2 separate regions of the Mus musculus genome follow, and region 2 is linked to region 1. Evidence: chromatin contacts called from public promoter capture Hi-C data. All regions are on one chromosome and are shown on one strand. The core of a region is the stretch at or near the end of the contact, and the rest is flanking DNA. Distances in the headings are between cores, read along the strand shown. Region 1 holds the start of Brwd3 (bromodomain and WD repeat domain containing 3). Region 2 holds the start of Pou3f4 (POU domain, class 3, transcription factor 4).

Region 1 (4,477 bases), core at 918-3,417:
GGAGGTTAATCTGCATTTTCTTTACTCCTAATCCCTTATCATTTCAAATTCCAGTTAACATAATTATTTACCTGGAGGCCAGGTGACTCTGCCCCTGCACATACACAATAAATGAATAAATACAAATAAAATTAATTCTGTACAAGTAATTTCTTACCTTAAATTTCCATAAATGTGTGGAGTTTTCTCTCTTAATTGCATCCAAATTTACAGTTTTAGTGATCGCTGGGATAATTATGTCACATGCCTTTTGAATACAACAGAGATATATTCTCACATGAGTTCTACAAAAAATGTGTGTTAGCAAACACAGTGAATATTATTTATTATCATTTACATATAAGAAAAACAATAGCATGTAAGTGCTTTGAAGTCATATAGCAGGTGGTTTTTTTGTTTTGTTTTGTTTTAGTTTTTGTTTTTTAGAGACAGGGTTTCTCTGTGTAGCTCTGGCTGTCCTGGAACTCACTCTGTAGACCAGGCTGGCCTTGAACTCAGAAATCTGCCTGCCTCTGCCTCCCTAGTGCTGGGATTAAAGGCGTGTGCCACCACACCTGGCTAGTAGTAATTTTTAATATTAGTATGGTAGAGAAAAATATAAACTGTCTCCTAGGTCACTGTTAAGGATTAAATGAGTTACAGCAGGCAAAATATGTAGTAATGACTTGGTAAAGGTTAGCTGTTAATTATATTATCTTGAACTATAAAAATTACTATTTCAGTAAGCACCTCACAATTTTGTCCTGAGGTTTTATATTTCTTTTATCTACTTCTTTCAGATACTGATTATACCAAAGATAACCATAGCATTTTACTCTTATGTTGTTATTAATTACTCAATAAAAGAAATTGGCAGAATGAATTGCTAAGGATATGTTAAGTTTATGAATTGAATTAAATTTAATTCTATGCCCAATGTGGTTTAATCACCGAGCTCCCTGAGTCTGAAAACCAAACTCCCACTATAGCCATACATTAATGTGAACCTTCAAATTTGAGTATTTCAAAGCAAATAATGTACACAATTCAAATAGTACTTGTTTTCCCATCATGTTTTGTTTCTATGAATTCTGTTCAAAGTAACATCCTGAGAACGGGATGCTAAGAGAAATTGGGGAAGTGAACCAGTTTCCTCAAACTGTCAATTATTATACAAATCCTTTGATCAAATCAGCGCTGTGCTAAGAGTTAAAGTTATACATGAAAACAATTGTAGTCTCAAGGTAGTGGAAAAAAGACTTTTTGTCAACCGGAGTGGCGACACATGCCTGCCACATGAGCACTAGGGAAGCTGAGGCAGGAAGATTGACATGGAATTCCAGGGGAGCCTTGGATAGATACATAGTGACAGCAAGTCAGAGAATATCACTTCAAAGACAAACCAAACCAAACTATCATTTCTATCCAAATTTCAATGAATAGTTAAGAACTTTAAAAACGTTTTGGCAGAATTTCAAAACAGCGTTCCAACTTATCCTACAGGAATTGAGAAGAAAGAGCTTGTTGACCTTTTCAGAAGGGGGAAACGGCCTCCTCCTTAAAGTGTAAACTTCGCGCGCAATGTTTATCAGAATCAAGGGGAGACTTGATACTACTACAAGAAGTTTTCTAGAAGAATATTATTCCCTTGCTCATCAGGTAGGCGCAGCACTTTCTTTTGGCATGCTGTTCCTTGTTTGAAAACAAAACCTTGCAGTAGCTAGCGACTTTTTCTTGGGGTAGAGAAAGAACAAACAAACCAAATCCGTTCGGTGACCCAAGGTAAGCTAGATCATGTCAGTCCCTCGCCAGTTTCTCTTGATCATGTCTGGAGAGAGGTTCCCTCACCGGAAAGGGTCCGATTGCCCTTACAGGAAGGGTAAGCAACTCCGGAGCTCTAGGACGCCAACGCCACCACAGAGTTTGACGAAGATTGCCAGAGCGTCTGCCTGCATTTAGAACCTCTTCCTTGTTCTCTGGGCAGTAACTAGGCAACCCCAGGCCGGCTTAGCTGCTGGAACTAGGCGGCCGCCTTAGTGCCTCTGGCGGCCAGCCTGGAGCTTTGCAAGCGGCTCCCTTCCCTTTTCCCCCCTCCTTCTTTCTATGGCTCCACCCCTTTCCCCCCGCCCACCCCTCTCCCCCCGCCCACCCCTCGGCGACTTCAGCTCCTCCCTCTCCTTCTCTCTTGCTCTCCTTCCTCCTCCGCCTCCTCAGCTCTTGGGCTAGAATATCTATGGGTCGAAACGTGATGCGATGAATCCGAGAGAGACCGAAACTGGGACGAAGAGTGCGGCGGAAGCGGCGGGACTCCCAAGCATGGGGGCTTCACCACAATAGAGGCAGCGCCCCCACCCGCCCCCGCCAGCCCTCCTGAGCGAAGCCCCCAAACCCCCTCGGGAAAAGGATGGCGGCGGCACCTACCCAGATCGAAGCCGGTGGGTAGCTGAGCCGGGGGCAAAAGGGATGGGGGCTTTGCGCGACTGCTGTCAGATTTTTTTTAAAAAGCTTGTATCTCTTTTCCTTGCCTCTCTCTCAACGTCTCCCCCCACCCCCAACCCCTTCTTTAGAGCTGTATTACCTGATCGCAAGGTTCTTGCAGTCCGGACCCTGTAACAAATCCGCTCAGGTGAGAGGGAAAGGATATCTGGGAGTGTTGGGGAATGGTCCCATTGGGGAAATTGAGGCACTGGGTGAGCAGTGCAGTTGGAGGGTGAGGGAAAGGCCGGCCGCGATTACTCCTACAGTCAGCGGCTGTGTTGGAAGTGGGGAGGGAGGAATGGGTTGGCGCCCCAATCTGCTTTCACATCCCTGTGTCCCTCTTCCCCAGGTGCTAGTGCAAGAGCTCGAAGAGCATCAGGTATGGACCCCTTTTGGGAAGAGGTGGGGAGGGCTGGGGAGAACCTGGAGGAAGGGTAAGGTAGGTCAGGGGCCGAGGGCAGGGGCCCGGAGGGAGCCTTCGAGCTGGACACTTGGGGCTGTTGTCACTTGGGGTAAATCGGGTTCTTTGCTTAGAAGGGGCGGACAACGCAGGGGTCTAAACTCGCTGCCTTTTATTCCTGCGGGAGGTGTTTTTTCAGGATTTCCTTCCCTTTGGCCTGCCCCCCCCCACCCCCAACCCCCGGCACAGCGGCAGTAGCTGTCGGGACTGGAGAAATGAAAATGTTAAAGGGTCTAGGATTAGGCTCCAGGCTGGGTGCTGCTGCTGGGGAGCAGAGGCTTTTCCTTCACCCCCCCCCCTTTTCTTTTCCTCCGGCCCCCAGCTGATTCCGCGCCGCTTAGACTGGGAAGGGAAAGAGCACCGAAGAAGCTTCGAGGATCTGGTTAGTAAACTTTTCGTTTCAACTTAGCCCAACTCTTTTTCCACTCCCTCCCCACCTTGTGCCCCCAACCGCCCCTGGCCCTTCAGCCCTTAGAGCTCCCCGAGCCTGCTGTTCGGTGTTCGAAGGACTGCCCCTTCCCCCTCCCAGCGTGTCGGAAAGGGTACCTTGCCCTGCTCTAGCCTTGCTTATTTTCACCCCAAAACTTTGAAGAATGTGAGTTGGTTTTCAGAGGTGCTGTGTTGTGCTTTAGGACTGTGTTACAAACAGCGGAGAAGGCCCATTGTAGGGGGATAAGGGACAGAAACCAGGGGGTTATCTTGGGGCACGTACCAAGGACTGACGCTGGCCAATGACAGCGTTGGTAACAGCCCGGAGTTCCGGATTAGTGGAAGAAAACTGGTTTCTGGTTGGTCCTGGCTTGAAATACGGGAACTGAGGCCAGGCTTGGGTGTTTTTTTTTTTTTCTAGCTCTCTCTCTCTCTCTCTCTCTCTCTCTCTCTCTCTCTCTCTCTCTTTCTCCTTTTTCTTTCTTTCTTTTTTTTTCTTTTTAGAGTGGAGGGGAGAAGGAATTCAGAAGGGGAACTGACTCATAAGTGAGAAAAACTACATAAATAAAAATACTGAGGACTACTGAGTGAATTCCAAGATTGTTCATCTTTAGATAATGGGTTACTGAATAAAAACATTGTTATATATTTCTAATCTTAAAAAATAGCTAATTAATTCATCAGTAAACTGCATTTGTGCAAATATGTTTTCACTAAAGAAGAAATATGTATTATGACCTTTTTGGGAATAGGTGAACAGGATTTTGGGATTAGGAGACAATGGACATTTTTAAAAAAGAGAATATACTTTAGTTAAGTCTTGAATTGACTCTTGTTTTTTCCATAAATATAATTTGCAATGTAAGTGCACTTTCTGCTCTGCACTGAGACAAAAAGATGATCTTTTATATGTGGGGAAAGAGATTCTACTCTTAGCTACAGAGTTGTATGATGAAAGGAGTGATAATAAAACCTAAATTGAACTCTCTTTCCTCCAAATAAGATCCAAATGAGGAAAAGCATACAAAGTGGACACAAAGTTGGAAGAGTAGTAGACTAAGGCAGACTAAATAAAAAGAAAATAATTGAAAGTTTGCTTGTCAGTAGAAAACAGTTAAATTGCTGTGATGT
Region 2 (4,879 bases), core at 632-3,131, 2.0 Mb before region 1:
CAATGAAGAAATAATAATAATAGCAATAATAATGTGGAGTGGTCGATTAGATACAAATTATCTCACAAATATTGTGTACAGCTTGTAGTAAAACACCGCAGACAATTAGAAACGCTATAGAAGTTTTAAAAAAATGCAAAACTAGTCTATTGTAAAACAGATTTCACCTGAAATACAGCTGCTATAACCAAGGCGCTGAAAGGTTATTCATAGGCACACATCTGTCTTCCCACCCTCCCCCGCCCCCCACCCGTTACCCAGCTCCTTGCCCTTCTTAGAGAGGAGCAACCAAACAAATCTTACTCAGAGTAAACAATATATATTGATCAGCAGAAAAAGGTTGGAGGGAAATTGTCCTGGCAGCAGGGAATACAGGGTCCCCACCTGGACTTCTTAATATAATTGTGTTTCAGAGTTGAGAAGCCTGAATGTGTGTGTGTATGTGTGTGTGTGTGTGTGTGTGTGTGTGTGTGTGTGTGCGCGCGCGCGCGCGCGCGCGTGCGTGCGTGTTTGCCTGAGCGCGCGCGCGTGTGTGTGTTTCTTTTCTTAACATAAGTCATAAGAAGTTAGAAACCCCTGTGAAAGAAAAGAAGAGCTAGCAAGCTAGAGAGATAGCAACAATAAAGGATGTAATGCTGAAAGGAAGGTAAAGAGAGAATTGTATCAGCACTGCTCCCAGTGCAGCGGGCCACCTCCTTGCTTCCTCCAGTCAGAGATCGTGGCAGGACGCGTCTGTTTTCACCGTGTGCGAATAAACCTCGTGTGGCTGCTGATCCCCTGGCGGAGTCATTCTTTTTTCTTTTTGTCTTCTATTACAGAACCAGACACGCACCACTTCTTTCTCCAACTGGAGACTGTCTGCCAGCGAGGAGATCTCCTGCGCTGCAGGCTTGGGACACTTGAGGAAATGTGTTTCCAGTACGCCCTTGACACTCACCTCGATGGAGGTTCGCTTCTTGCGTTTGCGGCCTTGAGCAGCGATCTTGTCAATGCTGGTCGGGCTTCCTGTGGATGAATCAGCCTCCTCCAGCCACTTATTTAATAGCGGTTTCAGCTTGCACATGTTCTTGAAGCTCAGTTGTAAGGCCTCGAACCTGCAGATGGTAGTCTGCGAGAACACGTTGCCATACAGTGTGCCCAGTGCCAGCCCCACGTCGGCTTGCGTGAAGCCCAACTTGATTCTTCTTTGTTTGAATTGTTTGGCGAACTGTTCCAACTCATCAGAGGTTGGAGTCTCTTCATCAGAGTGGTCCTGGCAGTGGTGCGAGCCCAGCTCACCATGGTCTGGAGGCTCCCGGAGCACTGGATGCAGGCTCTGTGTGGAGGCAGCAGCTGGTGGTGGAGTGAGTCCCCCGTGCTCCAGCATACCGCTCACGGTGAAGCCTGGCTGCGAGTACACATTGAGGGGTTGGCCGCTGGACGTGATGGACGAGTTTGGAGCAGGGCTCGCTCCCCAGGCGTTCGGATGGTTAGTGTGCGGCGAGTGGTGGGCTACGTGCGGCGAGCGGTGATGGATGATTGCGCCCAGTTGCAGATCTTCGCGTCCCGGCTTCACGTCTTGCTGGTCCAGGGGGCTGGTGGCCAATGTGGAGGACCACGGGCCCCCGTCGCTAAGACTGGTCACCCAGTGATGCCCGAGGGGATGCCCATTGCTGGGAACTCCCTGCAAGTAGTCACTTTGGAGAAGTTTCTGAGGATTGCGGAAAGGACTTCCCTGCTGCATGCCCGCGGAGTCCGCATGGACAAGGGAGCTGGAACTGAGAATGCTGTAGGGATTCGAGGCAGCTGTGGCCATGGTCGATGAGGATCCTCTACTAGTTATAATGTGGCAAAGGGAGCAGCTTCAGCCTTTGACATCTATGGTGCGGGGGAACCAAAGCCGCTAGCGCGGGTTACCGGCACCCGCGGAGGCCAATCGCAGTGCGACTTGGCCTGGCCAGGCATAAACACAGCCAATGGTGGTGCGGGAGGCCGAGCTCGCTTTCCAAATTAGGCTGGCAAAGCTCGGGAGTTTCAGTGAGACCCAAGCAGGAAGTGAATCAATCTTTAGGCTCCATTGGCTGCCTAGCTCAGAGTGGCAGCGGCTCTTTTAGTTAACCCTTTCCCCCCTCCCGGAGACTACAAGGCTGTTAGTGGCAGAGAATAAATAGAAGGTAGATATTTGTATGGAGGGGCAGCGAGGAGGCTAACTTCAGTTTCAGGTCGCCTTTTAACTTATTTAAATTAAAACAAATAAATAAAACAAATTAAAATATCATTTTGATCTTAATGCATGAAAGAATTCCGGTTTAGTTAGCGTTTGGGTTAATGTGTGGACAGGGAAAATAAAAGGCATCTGCAAACTTTGAGCAAAGAGCGATGTCTTAGGTCAGAACCCCAAATAAAATTTCCATGATCCAATAAACGTTATCCCAGTATATGTTGCTCACTTATATTTCATTTATAAGAAATTAAAAAGCTTAAACGATACCCCCCCCTTTTTTTTCTTAAAATTTAGATTCAGTGTATGAAGGTTTTGGAATGTAAATCTTAAAGTGATCTTTGGAAGACTCAGTCAGTTTGAAGTTTGCTGGTTAATTGGAAACCTGGCTTTATCTTGGCTCCCCTGCCAGTTTCCATCAGAGGTCTCTCCACTATGCCAGGGGAGCTGCTTGCTGAAGCCCGCAGTCATCTTTCACGCTCACCCCGACACACTGAAAACCCACTCCCCCACTCCCAGTAGGCAGAAGGGAAGGCATTCATAACACCATGCCTGCCTAATGCTGCCCCTTGACAACTCTTTGAAACATTTGTATCCTGCTTCCTTGGCAGTGAGAAGGAAATATTGAGAATCATGCTTCCTCTACGAATTTCTGAAAATTTAGAGAATCAGAGAGGAGAAATGAGGAGAGAGGGAAGAGAAGAGCAGGGAGATGAAGGGGGTGGGGGAAAACTGGAAGAAATCCGGTGAGAGAGATCTTGGTGGCTAGACATCTTTTTCAACTCCTCCATCCCTCCACAACTGCCACAAAGCTTGAGTTAGCTTTCAGCCTTGGGGACCCAACTGTTTTTCAAATTTTGGTTAAAAGAAAGGCTTTTATGAGTCAGAGTAGACTAACTCCACTACCTTCACAGCCCCATGTAAAGGTGTTGTTGCTTGGAAGCAGAGTTAGGAGAAATGCAAAGATTTTAGAATTACACTAGCAGCTGGGAAAAAGCAAAACACACTACCCCACACCAAATTTGAAGTTTTAAAAATGCCCTTTTGTTTTGTAATTTTGGAGGCAACCTAGCTGTGTAATTATATTTGCTCTTACAGAAGACGGCATCAGAGTTCCCTTATTGGTTTGAAATTCCATTAAATATATTGCAAGAGCTCCTAGGTTAAGCTTGATTTAAATTTGCATACATTTTCATATATTTAGCTGAAATAAAAGAAGGCTTGCAGCTACCAGAAAGTCATTAAGGCATTAGTTTCTCTAAGAAGACAGATCTGAAGAAAATGCAAGAAAATGAGAAAAAAAAAATAAGAACAAGGTGAGCTTATTCTGCCATTCCTTTATATAGCTAAGGAGCATCTATTTCCTATGAAATTGGTGATTATTTTTATGACAGCATAAAGTAATAGGAGCGGAGATTGGTAAATGTAAATGGCGTTTCTTAGGGGAGAAAACCTTGCATCTGTTTGAAATCTTTCTTTTGCTCTTAAAGATAAACACTTAGTAATTACTGGCAGAGAGGATCTTTCGCCATCCTCCTTGCTCCCTCATTGAAATTGTAGGTTCATTTGCTGATGCCCTATTGTAAGGGCTTATCTGCTTTTAACCTAGAAATCGATTCATTCCCTCTGCCTCTCCCTCTCTCCCTCCCTCCCTTCCTTCCTCCCTCTCTCCCTCCCTCCCTTCCACCCTCTTGTCCTTCCCTCCCTCCCTCTAACACTCTGGTGCGCAGACACTCTCTCTCCATCTCTGTGTGTCTGTTTCTACCTCTCTTCTCTTTTCTGTGGAGGAATGAGGTAGGCTGTTTCTTACTGCTGAATGTATGCATAATCTTTTTACAAGAATGCAATCCAATTTGTGCCTGAGCTTATGCTTCTGAAGAAATAAGAACTCATTAAAATCAAACAAAAAGAAGTTTTCGGTGCTCGATTATGCTGCCTGTTTGGTGATCCGTTTGTTAGTATTTGTTGGGTCAGCTGAAAGGTCAGAGGAAATGTGTTGAAGAAATGTATGTGCAAAACTCTGATCATTATTATTGCCATGTTCTTGGTATGTTCCCCACCCCCACCCAGCAGCTGCTTTTGGGTGAAAGAATTGCTTATCTCAGACTGGCTGTTAAGAAGTTAAAGATAATTATCTGATAAATAATTTTGGTTAAAAGGGGGTCCTTTTCTAGTTTGGACTTGCAGGAATTTTTTGGATTCCACCTTCCTCTTAGTCATGGCCTTGCTTTGATAACTGGGTTTTGCTAGTAAAGCAAAAGTAGCTCAGACCATTAGTTCCAAGTCTGGAGGTAGGGGGAGGGTAGCAAAGAGGGGACATCTATACCCAGAAACAGATTTCTCACAGCCCTATGTTTTACTTTTTAATTTAACATAGATGTATATTAGGAACAGTAATCATCTTTCCTTTTTCTCTTCTTTTCCCCTGCTTATCCTCTTGCATCTTCTCTCCTTTCCTCTCCTCTCCCCTCTTCCTACTTCTCTCATTTAAAATTTTTTTATGAATATAGATCATGCCTATTGCATTAAGTGAAATCACTCCCTGTGACAACTGTAACAAAATCTTCGCTTGAATGTGAGGTATTTTGCTTTCTGAAGAAAATATCTACATGTAGTCAAATCTTGCTGTTCTAACTAATCTACTAGAGAGGTTTCCTTCGCCCTCTCCTGTCAGTCTAA

Evidence for each region. Promoter capture Hi-C pulls out the DNA fragments that hold promoters and counts their contacts.
Region 2: a contact with region 1 is called in a promoter capture Hi-C map of hippocampal neurons, with 7 times the contacts expected there. The contact joins the promoter of Pou3f4 here to the promoter of Brwd3 in region 1. A contact is called at or near these places in 1 of 39 promoter capture datasets (hippocampal neurons) and 2 of 115 datasets of contacts at active chromatin or transcription factors (astrocytes and embryonic forebrain).

What each region holds. Positions count from the first base shown.
Region 1 is chrX:108,832,036-108,836,512 of GRCm38.p6, reverse strand. It overlaps Brwd3 (bromodomain and WD repeat domain containing 3), which reads left to right and starts at 2,167. Exons shown (of 41, transcript NM_001081477.2): 1 at 2,167-2,414; 2 at 2,547-2,605; 3 at 2,807-2,836; 4 at 3,240-3,299. The coding sequence starts at 2,384. 2810403D21Rik (RIKEN cDNA 2810403D21 gene) reads right to left here and starts at 2,035. Exons shown (of 5, transcript NR_015493.2): 1 at 1,828-2,035; 2 at 158-247.
Region 2 is chrX:110,811,381-110,816,259 of GRCm38.p6, reverse strand. Pou3f4 (POU domain, class 3, transcription factor 4) reads right to left here and starts at 1,881. Exons shown (of 1, transcript NM_008901.2): 1 at 1-1,881. The coding sequence starts at 1,795. The coding sequence ends at 710.